Linked DNA regions of Danio rerio: region 2 is linked to region 1. The links are chromatin contacts, called in public Hi-C maps. All regions are on one chromosome and are shown on one strand. The core of a region is the stretch at or near the end of the contact, and the rest is flanking DNA. Distances in the headings are between cores, read along the strand shown.

Region 1 (6,201 bases), core at 3,409-5,908:
ACACGGTGGCGCAGTGGTGGGTAGCCCGATCGCCTCACAGCAAGAAGTTCAAGCCCCAACTTGGTCAGTTGGCATTTCTGTGTGGAGTTTGCATGTTCTCCCTGTGAATTTCATCTGTGTGCTCCAGCTTCCTCCACAGTTTAGTGACATGTGGGACAGGTGAATTGAATAATCTAAATTGGCTGTAGTGTATCTGTGTGAACACAAGAGTGTATGGGTGTTTCCCAGTGCTGGGTTGCGGTTGGAAGGGCATGCGCTATGTAAAACATATGCTGGATAAGTTGGCGGTTCATTCCGTTGTGACGACCCCTGATTAATAAAGGGACTAAGTCGAAAAGAAATTGAATGAATAGACAAATCAATGTTTATACATTTAAAGGTCTTCAAATCTCATGTGCTTAGATCATGTGTGTGTGTGTGTGTAAATAAAACTCAGCGACAATGTTTGTGTAACATCTATTTATTACCACCAGAATATGAGAAATTTGGAAAATACAAAGATCAGCTTATTTAAATTTCTGAATAAGAAAAATAAAAGAAGCACAAACATGAGGTTACATTGGGTATCACGAAGAAAGGGAAGGAGCAGTTCTACCCAAACAAAGTGAACGACTCAGTACTAGAGTTCTTCTAAACATAAGGAATTTTTTTTTTGCTACACTCTGTGACTCTAATGCCGATCTTTAATTTGACAAAATTGTAATTTAAAGAGTGGAAAAAAACGAGAGAAAAAGAGTGAGAAAGACGAAAAGGGAAAGGGAGAGTTGGATGTTAGTTGAACAGTGAGGTTGAATGAGAGGCTGGTTTAGAGCGCCCCCCTGTGGCTGCCTGAAGTTATAACAGGAGGAGCAGGATCGGCTTTTACTACAACATGAATAAAGGAAATAAACTGATTCTCGGCGGATAATCCTTTTTCCCCTAAAGAACAATTCATGTATGCATTGTAAAAAAAAAAAAAAGAAAAAAGACACCATATCAACAATAATAGTAATCATCAATATTACAAGTAACAACTTTTTAACCAATAGATGCTGGTTTGCAGTTGAATACGATTCTGCTTTGCTGATCACATCACCCACAGACACTCACACAGAGAAGAAGCCTGAGCCAACAAGCACCCCCACTATGAAGGAACAGGGAGAACTGAAAAAGTACTGGATGGATCAAGGGTAACAGAGATGCTGGGATTAAACTGTGGTTGAGGTTCTGGAGGAGGATTCAGGTGGACTGAGGCAGTTTTAGTAGCACCCTGCTGTGGAAGTTTCCGCTCCCCTTAAGCAGACTGACCCCAGACACCACCCTGTTTTCTCTCAGGACAGCGGAGTAAGTGTGAGTGCAGGGTGAGGCTTCTTCTCATTCTGTGTTTGTTGACTGTGTGGCCCTGAACCGGGCATGAGTGGACCTCGTTTACGCTCCATATGTGACCATGTTTGAGTATGCGTCTGTGTTTGTGAGTTTGTGCACATGCATGTGTGTGTGTGTGATCAGCAGCACCTGTTACATGCACATATAGGTACCCTACGCGTCATTTTAGACAGCACTAGCAGACTGAGACAACGTTACTCCCCATCACTGATACTCTAAACTCTACCAAGAAAAGCAGGAGGAGAACAAGTGGAGAGACAGAAAGAAATAAAGAGGACGATAGAAAGAGAGGGAGAGATTTAAGCACGCTCTCCGCGGATGCGGCGTGCCAGCTGGATGTCTTTGGGCATGATGGTGACACGCTTGGCATGGATGGCACACAGGTTAGTGTCTTCAAACAGACCCACCAGGTATGCCTCGCTGGCCTCCTGCAAGAATACACACATAGGCAGTGCGTTAATTAGGCCTGAACATCACACAAAGTAAAAAAAGACATGATCAATTGCAAACAAAGCCACAAATTTATTTAAATTTTTTTTGGGGGAAGAAATGGACCATCCTCTTAGATCTGAGCTTCAGATCTGATGCATAACTTGTGTTTCAGGTGTAATGTCAAACTTTATCTTATCTTCATTTACCGTTGTACATCACAGTGGATGAGGTTAATTTTATTGATTTATTTGACATGGACATCACAAATACACTGGACAAAAAATGCATTCGTTTAAGTGTTTTAGCAGATTTGCTAATTCTCAACATCTCTCCACTGGAGGCTTCACATAAAATTAAAATAAAGTAGATTAATATACACAACTTTATAATTCTTTACATTAAATTGCTTTAAAGCAAAAGCAAAGGTGGCATGATCAAACAAACTATTAGTAGACTAAATGCGTAGTGCTGCTTTTTTGTTTTTAACCAACTTCTAAGTACTCTAAAACATTTATATTACTTTCTAATTTTAGGCTAACAGGTAAATCATTCCACCTTTTGGTTCCCTTAACAGAGAAAACAGGTTAACCAAAAGAGGTCTTACACTTTGGCACTAGACAGTCACCATTAGCAGTTGCTCGTGTGACTCTATGAGAGATCTAATGCCTACTGATTAGATCCGAAAACAGCATTAAAAACATAAAAAAGGATAAGAGAGAAGATTAGGATAAGTGTCATAGAGGTCAAGTTGCCATTAAATAACAATATATGCCTTGTTTAACGGTCAGCACTTTTATGATGTTATGCTGCTATGACTTGGTAAAAATTTCACCTCAGGGCCTACCTCAAATGGCACTCTGAACTAGTCATGGGACGATAACCGTTTTCAAGGTATACCACGGTTTAGAAAAGTCAAGGTTTTAAAACCGCCATAATTTTCAGCTATACAATTCCTAAAGTATGTGTAATATTTTTATTTACTTACTTTTTTTTTTTTTTTAGGACAACAGCATTTCCAGCAGAAAAAATATTCAAAGATGCCGTTTTGAATTGTAAATAAATCTGTGTTTAAATCTGTGTTTAGCCTGACAAGATTACAGCTTCAAAATATTATAAAACTTTCAAAAAATTCAATCAATAGTTTTCAAAGGGGAAAAAGTTTTTGATTTTACCCAAACATTTAAAGAGAGTATATTTTAGAGCAGTAATCACAATACCGTGATATTTTTATCCAAGGTTATCATACCGTCAGAATCTTATACTGGCCCATGCCTACTCTGAACCCTTGTGGTCTTTTCAGGAGTCAGACATTATGTTATGTGAATTTGTTTGCATCAAAGATGCATAACAAGCCACAGAGGTGGCACATATAAGCACCATTCCGAAAGGCATGCTCTACAGTCTTGTGAAATAAAAGGACACATTTGATATGACTGCCATTGTAAGTGCATGACATGGCAAGTGCACATAAAGTGTGCCATTTGGGATTAAGCAATAAGAAATATCCAAGCAAGTGTGCTGGATCTCACATCTTTGAAGACACTGACCATCCAGGAGCAGGGCCAGACAGCCCTGTGCTTGCTATACGCACCTGCAGTGCACCAATGGCGGCGCTCTGGAAACGCAGGTCAGTTTTGAAGTCCTGGGCAATCTCGCGAACCAGACGCTGGAATGGCAGCTTGCGGATCAGCAGCTCAGTGGACTTCTGATACCGACGAATCTCACGCAAAGCCACAGTTCCAGGCCTGCAAACAGAAATATGTTTAATTTTATGCTTAACAGCAGTGGAAAAACCTTTTTTTTAGCAGTTGTAAGTCTGGAATCTCACCTGTAGCGATGGGGTTTCTTGACTCCTCCAGTGGAGGGAGCGCTCTTGCGGGCAGCTTTGGTAGCCAGCTGCTTACGGGGAGCTTTTCCTCCAGTGGACTTACGAGCAGTCTGCTTTGTACGGGCCATTGCTAGTCAATATCACCTGAGGAAAACAAGAAAAACGAGTCAGGGATGTGAAACATGAATGAGTTAACATGATGAACTTAGCAGTTTAATATTAAATTTTGAATGCTACGCAAAGATTAAGCTACAGACGTGAGTAAACCTCAACTAAAAATAGCGTCTCTAGTTTTACATTTGTTTTGGTATTTGACTCCCTGCCCCATATGCTATTTCAGGCCGTTTCCCCCTGCACGTCACATTAACCGCAATAAATAAATGCAACCAGTCAGGAAAGACTAAAACGACCTCTCAGCCAATCACAGACGAATAAAAAACAACAATAAATCAGTAGCCAGTAGCATTTGAGAAGCACATTTAATGAACCAATCGCAGACCGTTCTGCCAGTTGTGGGGGCAGTTCAGCCCGCCTAAGCCCCGCCCTAAACCGCAAGATTATGGCTGCAATTTGAACGGCAACTGGAGAGAGTCCGTGCACTGAGGCACAGGGGAGGACGCAAACTTTAAAATAAATTTCAAAATCTAAAGCATGAACTGCGAAAAAGACATCGAAATACGGTAGCAGGCATCCTTGGGCAACTATATAGCCGCTTAGAGCGAATGTCCGCTGCGGATTTACGCCGTTTAGCCGAAGTAAATAGAGGCACACGAAAGTGGGACGGATTTCAGAGTGTCCTCCGACGCGAAAAGGAGAGCCTATTTTCTCTCGCGTCTCGCCATCGGCTTTTCATTTTCAGACGATGAGATTTTAACGTTTTAACGCTTAAAATAAACACAATTCTGCAGAAAAGTTTCACAAAGCTGTTGAAAAGTACATCAGAGAGAAGACAGTGATGCACTGGGGCACTTACCTCAGGTGAACGTGTTTTAATTCGCGCGGTGAAATATGTGCTCTGCTTGTCTGGCAGTGTCAGTATTTACTATCTCACACACAATGGGAGCGGGGCGGCCAGAGCCAAAATGGCCGCGATGTCAATCATTTTCTCCCAGAATGCACTTCAATAAAACAGTAAACACAAAAATATCAAATTTTACAGTGCCAAGTCCATTACGATTTTCCGCTTTATCTGAGTCAAATGCAAATATTGTATTTAATACGAAGCATTTAAGTGGTGTGATTCAGACGGGATTTTACTCATTTTCTTTTGTTTTTTGTTGTTTTTTTCTTCGCGGTCAACGGGTTTTGAGACGGGGTAATGGGTTCATCCACTGCTGGTTATATAACAATAACCGCTATGAAGTAATTTTAATACTAGTACTTGAAGACTAAATCCTTAGTTGTACCTTCACGGGTCATTTTTCAGGAATTTAGTATTAGTGGTAACGTAGAAGACTAAATCTTTATTTGTACCTTCACTGGTCATTTTTTTTCCTGAAGCATCAATATACATAACTTAAAACACAACTATACACCACCTGGGTACATAAAATTTTATTTTAATGATGTGCATTATTGCATTCATATTATTACTCTCACAGATTCAACCTCTTCAATTTACAATAGTCCATTCACTATTTGCAGATTTGTATCATGTTTCTGAGTGCTGACCAGATAATTCAAGAACAGTCATACATAGTTTTACTCTTTTTCAGATTGACATTCAAAGCCAGCCTACAGCCATGAGCTACTAACCAAAGGGTGCATTCCTGTCTCAAACACATGCTTTCTTTAAGGCTTCAGTGGCATTTCAGGAAGGATGTGCCATTTACTACGTATCAAAACCCACTGGGTTTATTTTTATGTTCCTCATAATAGCTGCGTATGTGCAAAAGCACTCTGCTACTAAATACAGTTAGACTACAAGATCTGACGGGGCTGTAATGTAATATAGCGTGGTGAGTGGTTGTCTCAAGAGTAATGAAAGCTTTTAGTTAAGGATCATAGAGTCTCTGAGGCTAAAAGTGCTTTGAAGTCTTTAATATGACACTGTCTCTAATTCATGTTTAAAGTAGCTAATGCATTAGAAACATTTAAAGGTTAGCAATGGCTGCTGGGTGAAAACAAATAAAAGGGTAATTTATTTACTCATTTTTTTAAAATATATTTGAAGTAAAAGAATGCACAGCGTATAGCAGTTTCATAGCTTTGTGCTTTTATTTCCAAACCCTAGTGTAGTGTGTGTGTTTTAAAATGTATTTAATATTTTGTATGGCCTCCCTGATTTTTATGTTAATTGGAAATATATTTTATATTTTTAGCTAATATATTCTCTAATATAGTGTGCTCATTTTTGCTAAATGATATTGATTTAGTTAATCAAACTAGTTCAAATGTAGGTATTGACTAATCTAATGTAATTCCAATAAACCAATAAAATATATCTCATTGTATGGGATCATAAAGAAAAAAATATTTAAAAGTGAGATGGGTGTTTGTCTGTGAAATCTGTTGGTGTACTCATTTGGGGTGCAATATAAATCTACTGCATTATATATGCTGGACATGTTTATGCC
Region 2 (5,543 bases), core at 1,774-4,273, 150 kb after region 1:
GCCAGTAGACCTAGGGGGAAAAAACATTATGTACACATTGTGTTGACATCATATGACCGTGTGACATTAAAGATTTTTTGAGAGCTAAAGTGGCAGTGTGCCGATTTTCTTTGGATCTTTTACAACAAATGTTTGCACTTTTTTGTTTTTTGCAAAGCTATCCACGTTTTCACTGGCGTTTCATCTAGCATTTCTAAACAGCTCTCCGTCCACACTATACCGCTAAAAACACACATCATGGGTCCACAGACACACACACACACACACAAATGCGCTGTCATGTGCACGTCTGAGCTCCAGCAGTTGAGCAAAAACCCCCAGAGAGCAATGCATGTCAGAAAGTTTATCAAGGATGTACTGCTTTATAAATTAACAATAATAATGCTAATGCCAGTTCTGAGATCAGCGTTGTCTTACTTGCCCAGTCTATTGGTGCATTCCAAATTGGAATATATTGTCCTCCAAAGGGCAGTGAAAAAATCATGGCTGCCATACTGAAGTGTTACTCCAAACCAAAGTGATCAAATGGAATTTTTGGAATGAAGGCTTTTTGAAAAATACATGTGATGGAAACTTTAGACCATGATCAATTGTGCAGTTATTTGGTATTACGCACAGCACTCTTTTGGGAAGAGCTCATCTCTATGCTCTAACCCCTTTAGAGCAGGGGTGTCCAAACTCGGTCCTGGAGGGCCGGTGTCCTGCATAGTTTTGCTCCAACCCTAATCAAACACACCTGCCTGGTGATCTAGTATACCTAGAAAGAGCTTGATTAGCTGCCTCAGGTATGTTTAATTGGAGTTGCAACTAAAATATGCAGCACAATGGCCCTCCAGGACTGAGTTTGGATCTTGTTTAATTAGATACACTTACTTTTAATCTCCTTTACAGGCCTTAAATAAACAGTGAATAAAACTAGGTTTAGTAAAGGGATTAATGTGTAGATAACCTATTTTTCCCGTGCCTTCTGAACAAGGATGTTTTAAGACCATTAAGAAGAAACATTCAATCATGTGACTCCAAACATTTGACTTGCCCGGCATATTTACGCACTCAAATATAGACAGTTTATATGTATAAATAGATTTCCTTTGCACTTTAAAAATGTTTTGCATAAAGACAACAGTATTGTGAAAACAATCCCTGTTTACAAAGACCTATGTACAGTAAGTGACTAAGAATGCTGTGTTATGCATGCAAAAAAAACAACAACAACAAAACCCTACACTATGTGCATGCACACATACAGTCCTATATGACAGGAATGCGCATAACCTTAATGTTTTTATAGTTTGCCTAGAGACTATAATTGTTTCTTTTAGAAAAAAAAATAAAATAAATGATGCACTATCCATAAGATTACTTTGAACCAAATTCATTAAAAATGGGCCATTCAAAGCAAACCAACACCACAACACACACATGATGTACAACAAAATTAATATTAGAATGAAATGCACACTACAGGCATCCATATTGATGCCGTCCATGCATATTTTAAATAACTTAAATTTGTTTTACCCCTTTCTAATAAATATGTCATTTTATTTTTATGGTGAATTTAATTCTTCTGGTGGGACAGCCTCAAGAAGCTAGAAATCAAGCTCTTTCTTACAGAGATTTATATTTTTATCTGCCTCCATTCAGTCAACAAACAAGCTTTTTTAAGACTGCCCAGAGTTTTTCACTCATCTGTATATCGCAATACAAAATAAATTATCCTAATAACATTTAAAAGGTTTGAAACAGACTAGGCCTAGTCCTGAATGTGTACAGTATCAAGTGTATGATTATATTAGGTTTACTGTTGTATTATTCAAGGCTGGTGCAGAGTGTTTGGGGAAAAAAAGAATTATAATAAATATCAGGAGCCTGTTGGAATGTCACTGTAATTATTGGGAAACAAAAGAACATCTGAGAACTATATAAATCTTATTCTAGTACTGACATCCCTTTGTCTTCCCCCTTCCTTCCTTCTCTATACATCCTGCCTTCACACTTCCTGGTCTGTTCATTACATGATTTAGCATGGGTCTCTGGTGGCTCAGCAGATCACCAGAATTACATAACCGAAATTCCATTGACATTTATGGTAAAAACAACAACAACAACAGCAGCTGCCAGAACAACAAGCCACAGCCCAGAACGAAACATTAACTACAAGAAAATAATCATTATTTCTGTGGTTTGATACAGAAGAAAAGTATTCTCGGGTGGTTAAATATTTTGTTATGGCCGCTATGAAAACGACAGATTCAATTAGTTTGGGTGTGAAACGATAGACATACGCATTATGTGTACTGTGCTGCCATCTGCTGGTGGACACTCAAACCAACGGCAAGACTTACCAGATTGTTTAAATAGATCCAAGCGTTCTTTCGGTATGAATATTGAATAATGTACAGTCATAAAATGTAATTCATTTAGTTTGCACTGGATATCTTTGTTTATGTAGCAAGCTGTACTCAACAACTTCATGTCACCACCAAAAAGATGATGTTGCCTTTATTTGAACTTTCTTCGTTATCATTCCGAAACTCTGTCTTGCTATCCTAGTAATTCCACTGAAAATAAAATCTAATGTTGCAACTTGACCTTCTTGGCCGAGAGTTGCTATGAACAGTGTGTTGCAACAGACAAAAACAACAATTTTATAGTCCAATGTGTACGTTTCCTGTTCCTAGAAATACAATGCTTAGAAAGTTTGGACTGCAGGCCAGGTTCAGATTCAACAGAAGATATTCAAGTAGCCCATTTTATGTATCAACAAGAGTCGGGCTACAATCGCCTATATGAAAAAAAAAATACCAATAGTTTCTTCAACATTCCCACAATACGCAATCGCAGCTGCACAGTCAGGTTCTCAAGCTAAATACACAGCATAAACTAATTTATCTAATACATGAAATACAAGATTTAAGCATAAAAAGGTGTAAACCGTGTACTTTACCTTTGAAGTTTCATTTCATAGGGATTATTTTTCCTGAGTTGGTGTTTGACACACCAACTAAACCAATATGCCACAGCCAGAGTTGCCAAATCCGCTGATAATACACAGTCGTAATTCTCTTGTTCAACTGTGTGAAAGAAATTGTCATTTTTCCCACGAAATCACGGTGATTATAAAACGTGCAACTTTCATAGCAAACCTCCTCATCTCAAAAATTTAGTTTCAGGTGCAAACGAGTTGTATTTTTGCTGCAAATGGATTGTTTAATAAGTGACACGTGACACAAAAGCACATTTATTTTCTCATGAGCAAGACTTCTTCATTTGTTCTAAGTGAGGGGAAGATTTTATTAATGTTAAAAACAAAAACTTACCACTGTTGAGAGTCTTTTGTGCAATGTAAAGGTTATATGGAATGTTGGTAATCCCTGGCAACCCACTAGGCCCCTAATTTGCCAGAACACTATAAGCACTATGTCAACCCCCACTCTATAAACTCAATGTACCTAAAATAATATAACTTCCAATGTAAAAGCTTTTAAATGAATTGTAGACAAACTGTTGGACTCCCTTTTGCCTTCAAAACTGCCCTTATCCACTGTGGCATAGATTCAACAAGGTACTGGAAATATTCCTCAGAGATTTTGGTCAATATTGACATGATAGCACCACGAGGTTGCTGCAGATTTGTCGACTGCACATCTAAGATGTGAATCTCCCCGTTCCACCACATACCAAAGGTGTTCTATTGGATTGAATCTGGTGACTGTTTAGCCCATTTGAGCACACTGAACTTATTTTCATGGTCAAGAAACCAGTCTGAGATGATTCACACTTTATGACATGGCGCATTATCCTGCTGGAAGTACATCAGAAGATTGGTACACTGTGGTCATAAAAGGATGGACATGGTCAGCAACAATACTCAGGTAGGCTGTGGCATTGACACAATGCTCAATTGGTACCAGTTGGTACCTAAAGTGTGCCAGAAAAATATTCCCACACCATTACACCACCTGCCTGAACTGCTGATTCAAGGCAGGATGGATTCATGCTTTCATGTTGTTGATGCCAAGTTCTGACCCTAAAACTGAAAGTCGCAGCAGAAATCAAATTCCTATCTTCTATTGTCTAATTTTGGGGAGCCTGTGTGAACTGTCACCTCAGTTTCCTGTTCTTAGCTGTCAGAATTGGCACCTGGCGTGGTTTTCTGCTGCTGTAGCCCATCTGCCTCAAGGTTCGATGTGTTGTGCACTCAGAGATGCTCTTCTGCATACATCTGTTGAAACAAGTGAGTTGAATTACTGTTGCCTTTCTATCAGCTGGAACCAGTCTGGCCATTCTCCTCTGACCTCTGGCATCAACAAGGCATTTGCGCCCACCGAACTGACGCTCACTGGACATTTTCTTTTTTGCACCATTCTCTGTAAACCCTATAGATGGTTGTAAGTGAAAATCCCAGTAGATCAGCAGTTTGTGAAATACTCAGAGGAGCCCGTTTGGCACCAACAACCATGCCGCATTCCAAGTCACTTAAATCACCTTTCTTCTCCATTCTGATGCTCTGTTTGAACTGCAGCAGATCGTCTTGACCATGTCTACATGCCTAAATGCATTGAGCTGCTGCCATGTAAATGGCTGATTAGAAATTTGCGCTACAAGCAGTTTGACAGGCGTACCTAATAAAGTGCCCGGTACGTTTAACTGTGCCCTGGATTGACTTTGTTGGGTATATTATTTGGGTAAAAAACACACACACAAACAGATCACTTATTCAAGAACTGTTTTTATTATTAATAGAAAATACGCGAATTGCAAAAGTACACAAAAATGGCAAGTTTACTGGCATCTTACAAATACAGTATATGGTTTAATGTAAAAGACAAACAAATTCAAGAAAACCTGGCAAGTAGAAAAATAGGAAAATGTATAAAAACGAACAAAAACTGGCAATGTTATTGGCATCTGAAACATCTATGATTTATTTTAATACATTTACTTTAAAAACAGCATAAATTCAAAAAATTGAATGAAAAAAAAAAACAGGAAAACTGTAAAAGACAAAACTGAAACTGTACAGTACGCCATGTCTGGCAAGATCATTGACATTAAGAACAAATATTCAAGACTGAATAGATGCTATTGAAAACTGGGCAAAACTGGCAAGACCACTGGCATTTGAAATAAAATATATTATAATATAATTCATATTTATATATGAGTAACTTTAACAGGCACATAACATTTGTGTAAACACATTAGCTAATAGTAGAGTGGCTTGGTAAACAACAAAGTGGATTCTACATTCAGGTCAGTGCTTTGGTTCTTTTGGTTTTCCACAAATCTGCTCCACAAGCCTCTCAGCGCTCACTTTGAATCCACTACCAGGTAAACTGTGCGAGGGCTCTGACGAGTCTCAATTCTCGTGTTTATTTCTCTGAGTAGTGTGCATTTAGTGATGTAGTATTAGGTATGAATGGTAATGCAGCAAAAGCAGGTCATAGGAAGCATCATCACTTGAAAATGGGGCTGAAGATTGAAGGCATGTTCTCGTTGACCTTCTGCTTGTACAGCGTGTAGATGACATCCTTCTT

The links. Hi-C and Micro-C count contacts between places; a contact is called where the count stands out from the background.
Region 2: a contact with region 1 is called in a Hi-C map of hematopoietic stem cells, with 2.4 times the contacts expected there. The contact joins the promoter of ftr84 here to the promoter of h3f3c in region 1. A contact is called at or near these places in 5 of 18 Hi-C or Micro-C datasets (caudal fin, embryo, fibroblasts and 2 more).

What each region holds. Positions count from the first base shown.
Region 1 is chr5:37,845,469-37,851,669 of GRCz12tu, forward strand. It overlaps h3f3c (H3 histone, family 3C), which reads right to left and starts at 4,659. Exons shown (of 4, transcript NM_200003.1): 1 at 4,599-4,659; 2 at 3,626-3,769; 3 at 3,389-3,542; 4 at 445-1,793. The coding sequence starts at 3,753. The coding sequence ends at 1,665. It overlaps LOC141385557 (a long non-coding RNA gene), which reads left to right and starts at 1,906. Exons shown (of 2, transcript XR_012406166.1): 1 at 1,906-3,033; 2 at 3,290-4,708.
Region 2 is chr5:37,997,384-38,002,926 of GRCz12tu, forward strand. It overlaps ftr84 (finTRIM family, member 84), which reads right to left and starts at 3,024. Exons shown (of 8, transcript XM_073951149.1): 1 at 2,951-3,024. It overlaps il13ra2 (interleukin 13 receptor, alpha 2), which reads right to left. Exons shown (of 10, transcript NM_001113731.3): 10 at 4,730-5,543. The coding sequence ends at 5,463.